Regions from separate parts of the Gossypium hirsutum genome. Here region 2 is linked to region 1. A link is a contact called in public Hi-C data. All regions are on one chromosome and are shown on one strand. The core of a region is the stretch at or near the end of the contact, and the rest is flanking DNA. Distances in the headings are between cores, read along the strand shown. Region 1 holds the start of LOC107897183 (malonate--CoA ligase). Region 2 has its middle 21 kb from the start of LOC107897180.

Evidence for each region. A called contact is a pair of places that touch in the nucleus more often than the background predicts.
Region 2: a contact with region 1 is called in a Hi-C map of leaf, with 1.8 times the contacts expected there. The contact joins the enhancer-like site here to the promoter of LOC107897183 in region 1. A contact is called at or near these places in 6 of 34 Hi-C or Micro-C datasets (anther, hypocotyl, leaf and 1 more).

The regions. Positions count from the first base shown.
Region 1 is chrA10:13,390,476-13,395,619 of Gossypium_hirsutum_v2.1, reverse strand. It overlaps LOC107897183 (malonate--CoA ligase), which reads right to left and starts at 3,636. Exons shown (of 17, transcript XM_016822540.2): 1 at 3,194-3,636; 2 at 2,784-2,950; 3 at 2,521-2,697; 4 at 1,845-2,016; 5 at 1,634-1,722; 6 at 1,178-1,247; 7 at 960-1,012; 8 at 629-736; 9 at 70-168. The coding sequence starts at 3,350.
Region 2 is chrA10:13,484,912-13,490,250 of Gossypium_hirsutum_v2.1, reverse strand. It overlaps the pseudogene LOC107897179. Among protein-coding and RNA genes, the nearest start is that of LOC107897180, 21 kb to the right of the region's middle. Within about 2 kb of position 2,395, at least 3 of the 9 cell types and tissues checked have an H3K27ac peak or open chromatin away from gene starts, as enhancers often do. A contact at or near this core is called in hypocotyl and leaf, where this site is marked.

The DNA.
Region 1 (5,144 bases), core at 2,387-4,886:
AGGAAACCTTATGCATCTACCCGAAATTTTAATGAATCATGTTATGAGAAAATTTTCCAGGAAACTTACCATAAGACGCAACTGTTGTGCAGCATAGGCAGATAAAGCTTGTTGCTCTGGATCCATTGCTTGGTAACCTTGTATCAATCTAGCGTACATTGTTGGAACCTTGTGCATAATAAAGACAGCATAAATTATTGGAATTCTACAGAGACTATTTTTCCTGAATAAGCAGGAAAAGTAGAATGCTCTATCAGAGACACATGGGCATACAAGGAAAAGAAAATGCTATTGCCCCTAAATTTAGCATGCTACAAATATAATTTGCAAAAGAAGAAGAAGAACCAGCGTTTCACAACTGGACTTGAGCATGGATGTTGAGCACTTGGCTACATCCAGCATAGATCTATTCAATTTCTTTTTTCAATTCTTTTTCCTCATATTTTAAGGATCATAACCAAATACCAGTACTTTAGGTGTTTTATATTTTTTCCATACAGGTAATCTAAAATAAAATCAGGAGTCAGCACCATGAGCCTCTATGCTCAATTTAGGCAAAGATTAAACCATACAAGAACATCCAACTATGTTAAACTACTGAAATGTTGAAGATCAAAATTATACTTACACCCGTAAAAACAGTAATGGCATCATCAGCCTTAGCCCCATTTTTTGGGTATGATTCACGCCATCTTTGCCAAATATTCCTTACACTAAACTTTGGTATAAATTCAACCTTCAACAAGAAGGCAAGATGTATTAAAACAATAATGCTTGTTGAATAAGCTGTCCTGAAATAACACAATAATAACTACTATAACCCAGCTAAATAGAAACAGTCATATGGCACCTTTGTCACTTAAATAAGTTCTGAAAGGGAAACTTATAATTTAAAGAAGAAGAAAAGAATAAGAAAATCCACAAATCACAAAAATGGGACATAAGTTAGTATCGCTTACAGTTGAGCCAGCATACAAAGGGGCAAGTAAAGCATTAAAAAGCCCGTGAACATGTATGGTACGAGTTAAGGAGATCAAAGTGAAGAATATTCTCAAACCAAGTACTCAGCATAGGCACTAAAGAAGGTAGTAACAGCATCAGCAAGGAAGCATGCTTCACCAATAATATCTGCAGAATACATGCTATTTCAATTATATAAATGTTTGTAAATGGATATGATGTAGTGGTAGACAATGCAGAAACTGATCAGTAGACGTATACTCCCAGGAATCAGCTAGCATTTTCACCTGAAATGAAGAAAAAGTTGTCAAAAGGTAAATCCAATTCAAGCATTAAAAAGAACAGAATAATAAGGAAATCCAGAATGTCAAGTTCAGTATTCCATTATCTGCTACTCTGCTCATTGCATATGGTATTATTTTCAAAAACATATTATTTCCAGATATATATCATACCACCAATTTCCATGCAAGATAACAAGGAATCCATGTTCTAAGAATTGATTTGGATAACAGTTAGAGGAAGCAAAGCATTTCTCATTTATTTTAATACACCCTAGGGATAATATTAACATCATTAACGTATAGATCTCATTAATTAAGCTTCCACATTGTATACGACAAGATAATTGAGGACCTAAATACAGAACAGCTACAGAAGTTCAGAAAATTACCTGTGCAGAGATGCTCTTATGGGTATGAACTACTCCTTTAGGTTTACCTGTTGTACCACTCGTGTAGACGATCAATGCCGGATTTTCATCTGCACATAGGAAATGAAAAAAAAGGAGTATGGGATGAAAGCTTAGTCCAAAAAAAAGGATGATAATTTTGTATATTCTCATAAAGATTAACCATCAACACAGCTAGAGTTCTATATGTTACCTATCAAACTTCCATCTGCTTCTATCTCTCCAGTTTGCAATTCATCAGTCATATTAGGGGATGACAAAGTGCTGGAAACAGGAGGAATAAGTGAAAATTGTGCTGCACATCTAGTGGCAATACTTTGCATAGTTTCACCGTAGTCTTCAGTACTCAATACAAAAGATATATCCTAATACAGTAACAAAAAACAACTTGAGTAAAATTCCACATTAAAAAAAATTAAGAAAAAAAGAAGACTAAATGAGAGAATGCACAGGGGCATGAAAGGAAATAAATTGCGGCATTCATCATAGGGTTTTTAGCACTAGTCATCTGCCATTAAATGCATACCACATCCAATACTTCACGTCTATTCCAAGTCTATTATCTAGTAGTATAATTTAACTGAATATACATTATAATTCAAGTTGCAGAATAGCATTTGAAAAGCTTACTAAACCCTATTATGGTTAAAGATTAAATGCTAATGTGAACAGATCAAATATACCTAATCTGGATTCCTAGTTCATGGACATTAACATAAGTTCCTTACTCTATAGGACTAGTTTAAGCTTGAATAAGTTTAACAATTGAGTAACATATCTAATAATGATGAAGTAGATTATAAGTTAGAAAAAAAAAATCAATAAGCAATTAAAAGAAAATTGAAAATGAAGTTATCTAACGGATATACCGAATCATTCATAACATGCAAGAGCTCAGCCTCAGGATAGCTGAGAGCTAGTGGAACAGCAACACCTCCACTAAGCCAAGTGCCCAGCATTCCAGCCACGAACTCAGCAGAAGGTTTAGCAACAATACCAATTCGAGCTCCACCAAGATTTCCATGTCCACTAACGCCTTTATTATTCTGAAATCACCAAACAAAGAAGTATGAATTAACTACTTAAAATTCAACAGATAAGTCAGTTTAAATGAAATGAACCCAAAGCATACAATTTTGATGTTGGTGCTGGATAACAGCCTAGATATGTTGCATGCACAGGAGAGGAGTTGCGAGTAAGTATAGCTCTTTTGATCAGCTCGAATTGCTATACTTCCTGCAACAGATGGCCTCGAAGCTGCTTTAACCACTTCCATTAACGTAGCCGGTTTTGATCCCACTTCCAACGGATAAACCAAAACAAGACAATTTAAAGGGAATTTAGTAATATATCTATATAAAAAAAGCTTACAAAAAGAGTGAATTCCATTGAAAGCACTCAACAACAAAGATCAAAAGCTTAACTACCCATTTCATCGAACACCAAACAGACAACCAACAAGCAAAAAAAAAAAACCAACAATTTCCCTCACTTGCTTTTAGATTTTCTCAGCATCCAAACAAAGAAAGAGAGAGAACTTACAGGAGTGAGAGGGAAGTGAAGAAGAGAAGGAAGCGTTGGTGAATGGAGGTGTGACGAAAGGATTAAGATAGCAGTAACGATAGCGATGAAAAGCCGAGAGGCGAAGTAGGGAGACGTAGTTGAGACCTTTAAATGAGTAGGTGATGATTCCTGTCATTATTTACCCACTTTTTCTTCTCGTATTAAATTTGGTTCTGCTGTTTTCTTCGTACTTTTTTTTAATGAGCCGACTATTCAGTTTACAGTTTGAATTGGAAGTGGTAATTCCGAAAACTACTGCTACAAAATAATACGAAGTATTAGTGAAGAGTTTTGGGTTTTGGCGGCAGACTGTGATTCCACGGCGTAGACTTTGGACGGCGATGCCAATGGTGACCTCTTAACTGATTTGCTTAACAAGGTTTACCAACGCCTAACCAATGATTCACAGTTCATTAATTTTGTCGGTAAAATGGTAATGTAATTCAAGTTTTATTTATTATTCCTACAAATCGGATCAAAAGTTCGGCGTTTAGAAAGTAAAGCGAAGAGAGAATTTAAAAAATAAAATAACTTAAATCTTAATCACAAATTTAATTACTAATGTTTGCATATTTTATTAAAAAAGTTAAGGGAATGATCGAATTTTATGTGTAAAATATTTTTAATAATATATAATTTTTTATTTAAATAATTCAATAAGATAGTTACAAATAAAAAAATAAAAAAATAAATAAATGATATATTAAATTAAAAAAATATAATTTTTTTAAAAAAATTAACTCATTAAAAAAACTTCTCAATAAAACAAACATACATGAGAAAGATTAAAACTTTTAAAAATAAAAGAAAAATTGAAACATTAAATTTATTCATTAAATCTTATGAATATATTCATTAAATTTGTTAAAAAATACAGTTTGAAAAAAAAATTAAAAATTGATTAAAAAAACTCAAAATATAATTAAAGTCATTTTGACAAAATATATAAATAATAGTGACCAAATTTATCATTAAATCTATTATTTATAAATAATAAATTTAGCGTCTATTTTTATCACTTTCTCATAAACTTTCAAATCTCAGTTAAAATACTCTTTTTTTTTATTATGAAAAACATGGCTAAATAGCTAACATAATAGTACACATCGCAATTTATTATTAATCATTTAGATAATCTTTAAAAAATATAATTTTTTATTAATTTTATGAAATATATGTGAATTTTTATATGAATTATTAAATTAAAATAAAATTTTCCAGTAAATAAGTTAAGTAAAGTTTAAATACAAAAACTGATAATAAAAATGAAGCAAAAGGACTATACCCATTATACCCGATAATATTTTCGTTGAACTAACGTTCTACTCATTTTGAATCTTTGGTTCTTTGACATGTGGATGTACCAAATCCATCAAACCAGTTTATCAGGTTTGTTATTTTGGTAAAGATAAGTGTGTAACCTTTACTTCAAGAATGGATGATTTTTTTATTTAAAAAATTAATAAGTTAATTTTGATATATTAAATTAAAGAGTAAATTAGTCAATTTTTTAAAATTTTTATCAATTTTTTACAATTAAATATTAATTTTTTGTACGTTTACACGATGTATACGTGACATCTAATTATTCTATCAATTTTTAACTAAAAAAATTAATTTACTTTTTAATTTAATATATACAGACTATTTTATTTTTATTTTTTTTACCTACCCCTTTTATTTGAAGGTGAGGGGTGAGAGATTGTTATAGAAGAAGCTTTTTTTGCACATTTCTTTGCTTCCTTCATTAGCTTTTTGGTCATGTATGTTATCTTCATTTCCCTGCAAAACAGTGCTGTATCCTCAATCGCCGATGATAGTTTCCAATGCACCTTTGTTCTTTCCCTCAGTATGTTAAACCATTTGTTATCAACATTTAACTTCTACCATTGTTGGATACCACGTTCCTACAAGTATTGGACAAATAATT
Region 2 (5,339 bases), core at 1,146-3,645, 96 kb before region 1:
GTTAGAATTTTCTTAGCTCTCCTTTCTCTCATGTAGCCTTACCTACATCCTTAGTTTGTCTTACTGCATATCTTTCTGCAGTAAGAACAGGTTTGGAAGGACCTGGGCTAACTTTTGCTCAAAAGATCTGGTATTGTGTTGCTGCAGTGGGTGGTCAGTACATCTGGGCTCGTTTACAGTCATTCTCTGCTTTTTGCAGATGGGGTGATTCTGAGGAGGTTCTGGTTTCTTCTTTGTGCTCTTCCCCTAGGAAGAGTTTGGACTCTGTTTAAACTCAATACTGTTTTCTCCTTTCTTCTTCAGAGGCCATTGGCACGGCGAGCTTGGGGTTTGATGCAACGTTAGGGGCTTTAAAAGGCTGCATCTTTTGGCAACCTACTCATATTTCTTTATACTGGAAGGTAGGTTTCAAAGTGTTGTTTTTCATAAGAGGTAGCCTTATAAATGTTGAAGCACATGTGTATTCGAATCTCATTAATACTGTAGGAAAATAAACTCATCTTAAGTTTTCCATTTGCCATCGTCACTTTGCGAAACTAATCTGTTTGTCTTGTTCTTGCTTTGGTAAATATTACCTTATTCTATCAAACATGAAACCTGATGGCTAGAGAACTTTTAGCTGGTTTGAGAAACCTTGTTATTCTCTTCAGCAGAGTTGATCTAATTCCACTTGTTTTAATGCAGGTATAGAAACCTTATTGAAAGATCATTACAAGGGAGGCTTGTCTATGAAAGTCCTAATATGAATCGAGCTGTTAGTTTTGAGTACATGAATCGTCAGTTGGTGTGGAATGAGTTCTCAGTAATCCTTGTTAAAGCCAGCGTGTCAATTCTTGTGCATCTGAATGTTCAGTTTCTAGATTTTTATATGTACTCTTTATTTATAAGAGGAACATTAATATTTGTCTATAGGCTAGTCTTTACCAAAGTAAAAGATATCAAGTGAGGTGTATATTGTGGAGAAATCGACAAAATGATTAGGAAGGGATGGGAGTTTCTATTGCTGGTAAATAAGTATATATATATATATACATATTGAGTTCCATCAAACTTAGAAACAAAAGAAATAAGGAAAATTGGAAAATATCTTTTTGGGCTATGCTTTATTCTGACTTCTGAGAGTGGGGTTAAAAAACTTCACATGTATTGCCACCATGTCTCCATTTAACTACGAATAAAGAAGTTAACACTCTGTCATTAACATATTCGGTGAAGGAGATGTCTAAGGCTTGTAATTTGCTCATGGAGTTTGTTTGCTCCAATGCCTGTATATTATAGGATCATAGCCTGATTGTTTACCATTTTGAGTCTGCTCAACAATGTTTCTTCTCATCTGCAATGACTGTAACTATAATACTTACATTATGCAGGAGATGTTGTTGCTGCTTCTCCCTCTTCTTAACTGATCAACTGTTAAAAGTTTTCTTCACCCTTTCTCAAAGGACAAATCTTCGAGTTCTAAAGAGGATGACTCTATTTGTCCCATTTGCCGGGCAAGTCCAACACTTGCTTATCTCGCTCTCCCTTGTCAGCATCGGTAAGTTAACTGAATTCTTTCCTATCCCTGTATACACTTCTAGCTCTTTTGTTGTTATATCAGGGTGATGCTGTGAACAACACTTAACCTTGTTCCGATTTTTCATATCCAGTCTCTTTATGGGGCCTAATTTTTGAAAGAAATGAAGCTCCATATTGCCCTAAATTATGAACAACTGGCTTGAAATATGTCTTATGAATTTGAGCTCCATAAAAGAATGCCATGTGCATACTGTCACCATGCATCTTGGTAATTTAACGAATGCTACTCGTAACAGCTGTTTCCATGGAATGCATTTGGATTTTCATACATGGCTTGCTTATAAATGATATTCACAGATATTGCTATTACTGCCTTAGAACACGCTTTGCTGCGGTTCCCTCATTCCAGTGTTCCAGATGCGGCGAGCCTGTTGTGGCGATGCAGCAGCATGGCAGTGTTGTTACATAAAACTCAGTAACTTACATAGGAAAATACGGATAAGAGCGCTGTGCCGTTTAGAAACCTGTATAACAAAAATGGCCCAATGTGGCATACAAAACATTTTAGAAATGAAGGTTTTTTCCAGAGAAAAAATTGTACCCAATTCAGTTGGGGGGGGGGGATGAATGATTCTTTGTCAACTGTGACATTAATAACGGAGGTTACTTTTTGATGCTAGTGGAAAAGGGGGAGGCTTTTTTCATGATACATAATGTGTTTGAAAGCATCGTTTTGATGGTTAAGAATATCATATTCAAATTGCATTAAAAATAAAGAGAGTAAACACCCCATTGTCGTTGCTGAGATGGATAAATCTATTTACATATAAAGTAGGTTAGGTTGTAGTAGAGGATATAGGTAGCCCAGGAACTGTCGTGCAAAAGGCATGGGCGGGCGTGGTAGCTGCCATTGAACATAACAGGTCAAGGCTCACAAGCATAACAGGGCCCATATTTAGTGGCAAATTGTGTGGTTCTGGTAACACTTTTTTTTAAGGGATAATGACATCCTGTATTTTAACAATAATTTGTCTGATGTAATATCTTAGCTTTAATTTCGTTTATTAATAAGGTATTCGCCTTTAACGAGATTAAATACTAACATTATTTAACACTTGGTCAAATCATGAGCTACTTTTGACTTATAGCTTAAGGATCTCATAGCAATTAGTCCAAAAGTTCTTTTCTTTTAAATTTAAATTAAATACAAAGCTACTTATTGATTTCATTTGTCTTTCATTCTCCTTTTGAATTTCTATCTTCTAAGTTTAAGTGATTGTTTTCAGGTATTAGAGTTGATTGATTGTTTTTTTAGTAATGTCACGTGGCAATATATAATTGGTCCACGTGTCAACTTTTTTGAGAAATTAACATTGTTAAAGGTGAGTATCATATTGATAGACGAGATTAAAGTTCAGATATTACACTAGATAAATTGAAAGTTTGTTAAAGTAGAGGAGATTTTTTGTCATTATCTCTTTTTTTAATGATTTAATTTTGATAAAATTTAATTCGTTTTGTGTTTTGGTTTAAACACTTTGCTTTGTAAATTGTAACCAATGAATTACTTGTTCTTTCTTTAGTATTATGATCAGAAATGTCTTCCGCTTTTCTTGGAACTTCGAATTTCTAAGATTTAATTATAATTAAGTAGGCTTTCTATTTTTATCTTTTCTCTCGTATCTGTGGAGAGGCAAAAGCTTTGACCCAACCAAAATAATAAAATAGCAGTTAGATTCTTCCAAAAATAATAAATTTATAAATTAATATAATGACAAATTTTTATTTTAATATTTTTAAAAAATTATAATTAATCTTTTTAACAACAGCAAATTTTATTAATTATTAATAAAAAAAGGATCCCAAACAAAATATCCGAAATATCCAAATAACTATAAAAAATTAAAACTGAGATTTAAGTAAGCCGCAATCATTAATCAGTAAGCCCAACTCTAAATTTGCATTCAAGGGATAAGAAATTAATACATGGTGAAAACATAAATCTATGGATCTTTTCATTCAAATGGGCAAAAAGTGGTGGGCAGGGACCTCTATTATATCACCCATTGTTAAACCAGTTAAATTACTAGTTTTCAATTGAATTATTGGTTTTACAATAATTAAATAAAAAATTTAAAATATTAATAAAAAATATATAAATAAAATTCATAGCCAATTGGCAGGGTGGTCTTTTTTAATCTTAATTTTCGATTTTTTATTGATTAATTAATTTTCGATTCAAGTGATTACCTTTTAATCAGTTTTCGTTGGCTTTCGTTTCATGGGTCAATTATAAAGTTTGATTCAAACACGTATTGACTTTAGTATTTCTAGTCATAATTCAAACCCACCACGGTTCTTAAGATGACATTTCCAATCATTTCATTAGGAAATATCAGTAACAAAAACAAAACATGTACAGTGCTTAATTACGGAAAAACAGAAAAGAACAGAACTATGGAGATATTTTGTATTCTTACAATATAGCAAAAAAACAGGTGAACATGTTATGTTTTTGAGACAAACTTGAAAAATGGGGGAACAGAGAAAAAGTGTTGGTAAGAAGAGAATGATATTGGGTAAAGGATCATGTAGAAATAGGTGGTCCTATCTTTCTATATATCTATCAAAATGGACAAAAATAATCATCCGAGCCAGCTAGCTGGGTAGCTTCATATACTCACATTTTGTCCATTAATCCTTTGTTTATCTGCATTTTTTTCTCTAATTCTATTATTCTATTCCCTTGTAAACTATCACGTACTTCAAGTCAAATTAAGTGTAGCATCCTACCCACCCTCTTTTTTACCCTTCAGGTACAATATACTTGATAATTTTGTTTCACTCAGGTCACGATCTTCAAAACCAAGTTATCAAATTTAATTGATAATATTAAATTATAGGAGATCTAACATAGAGTATAACGTGATAAAAAATGGATTCTCTCATGTCCTTTGCTGATGGAGGTACCGAAAAAATGGGAAGCCGCCTACGACGGGTGACATTAGTCAGGTTGCTAAAAAGAGTAGGATGAGGGAGGATGATGCGGAGTTTGATATGAGATTGGTGAATTATCCGCAAAGTGTTTCTTAACCGCCTTTCAAGTATACGCTTCTAAACAGTGGTCAGGGCTGTGGGGATAAAGGATCCTCTTGGTTTGACGATGATATTGAGTTAGAATCCCATCTATTAACTTTTTTGTTCGAGTACGCTCATTCATTGAGAAGAGTATGGCTAGTATTGTGATCTTGAAATTTCTAGGAAGGAAGATTGGTTTCAATGCTTTTATGAGTAAACTTCTTATGCTTTAGAAGCTGTCTCAAAATTTTCAGTTGATGGATATTGAAATGATTATGCGAAGGCTCTGTCAAGAGGTCCTTGAGTGATTTTTGGAAATTCTCTTACAGTTCAACCATGGAGTAGTTCATTTTGTCTAAGTATCTCTTTCCCTAGGAATGTTATCGCATGGATTCGTCTTCCAGGTATATTAGGTGGTATGTATAAGTGAAGTATTCTAACGGCTAGTGGTAACATGATTGGTAAAGTGATTAAGATTGATTATAATATTGATCAATGTGCATGGGGTCATTTTACTCGTTTGACGGTTAGCGTTAATTTGAACGAGCCGTTAATAGTATCGGCTAGAATTGATGGACGATTTCAATGTGTGGAATATGAGTCTATCCCTAACATCTGTTTTGAATGCGTATGTTATGGTTATCTACGAGAAATTTGTCCTAAGGTTGGTGCTGTTAATACTGAAAAGAACCCAATTGATGTCATTGAGTCAATGGAATCATAAGAAAATGAGATGGTAGTGA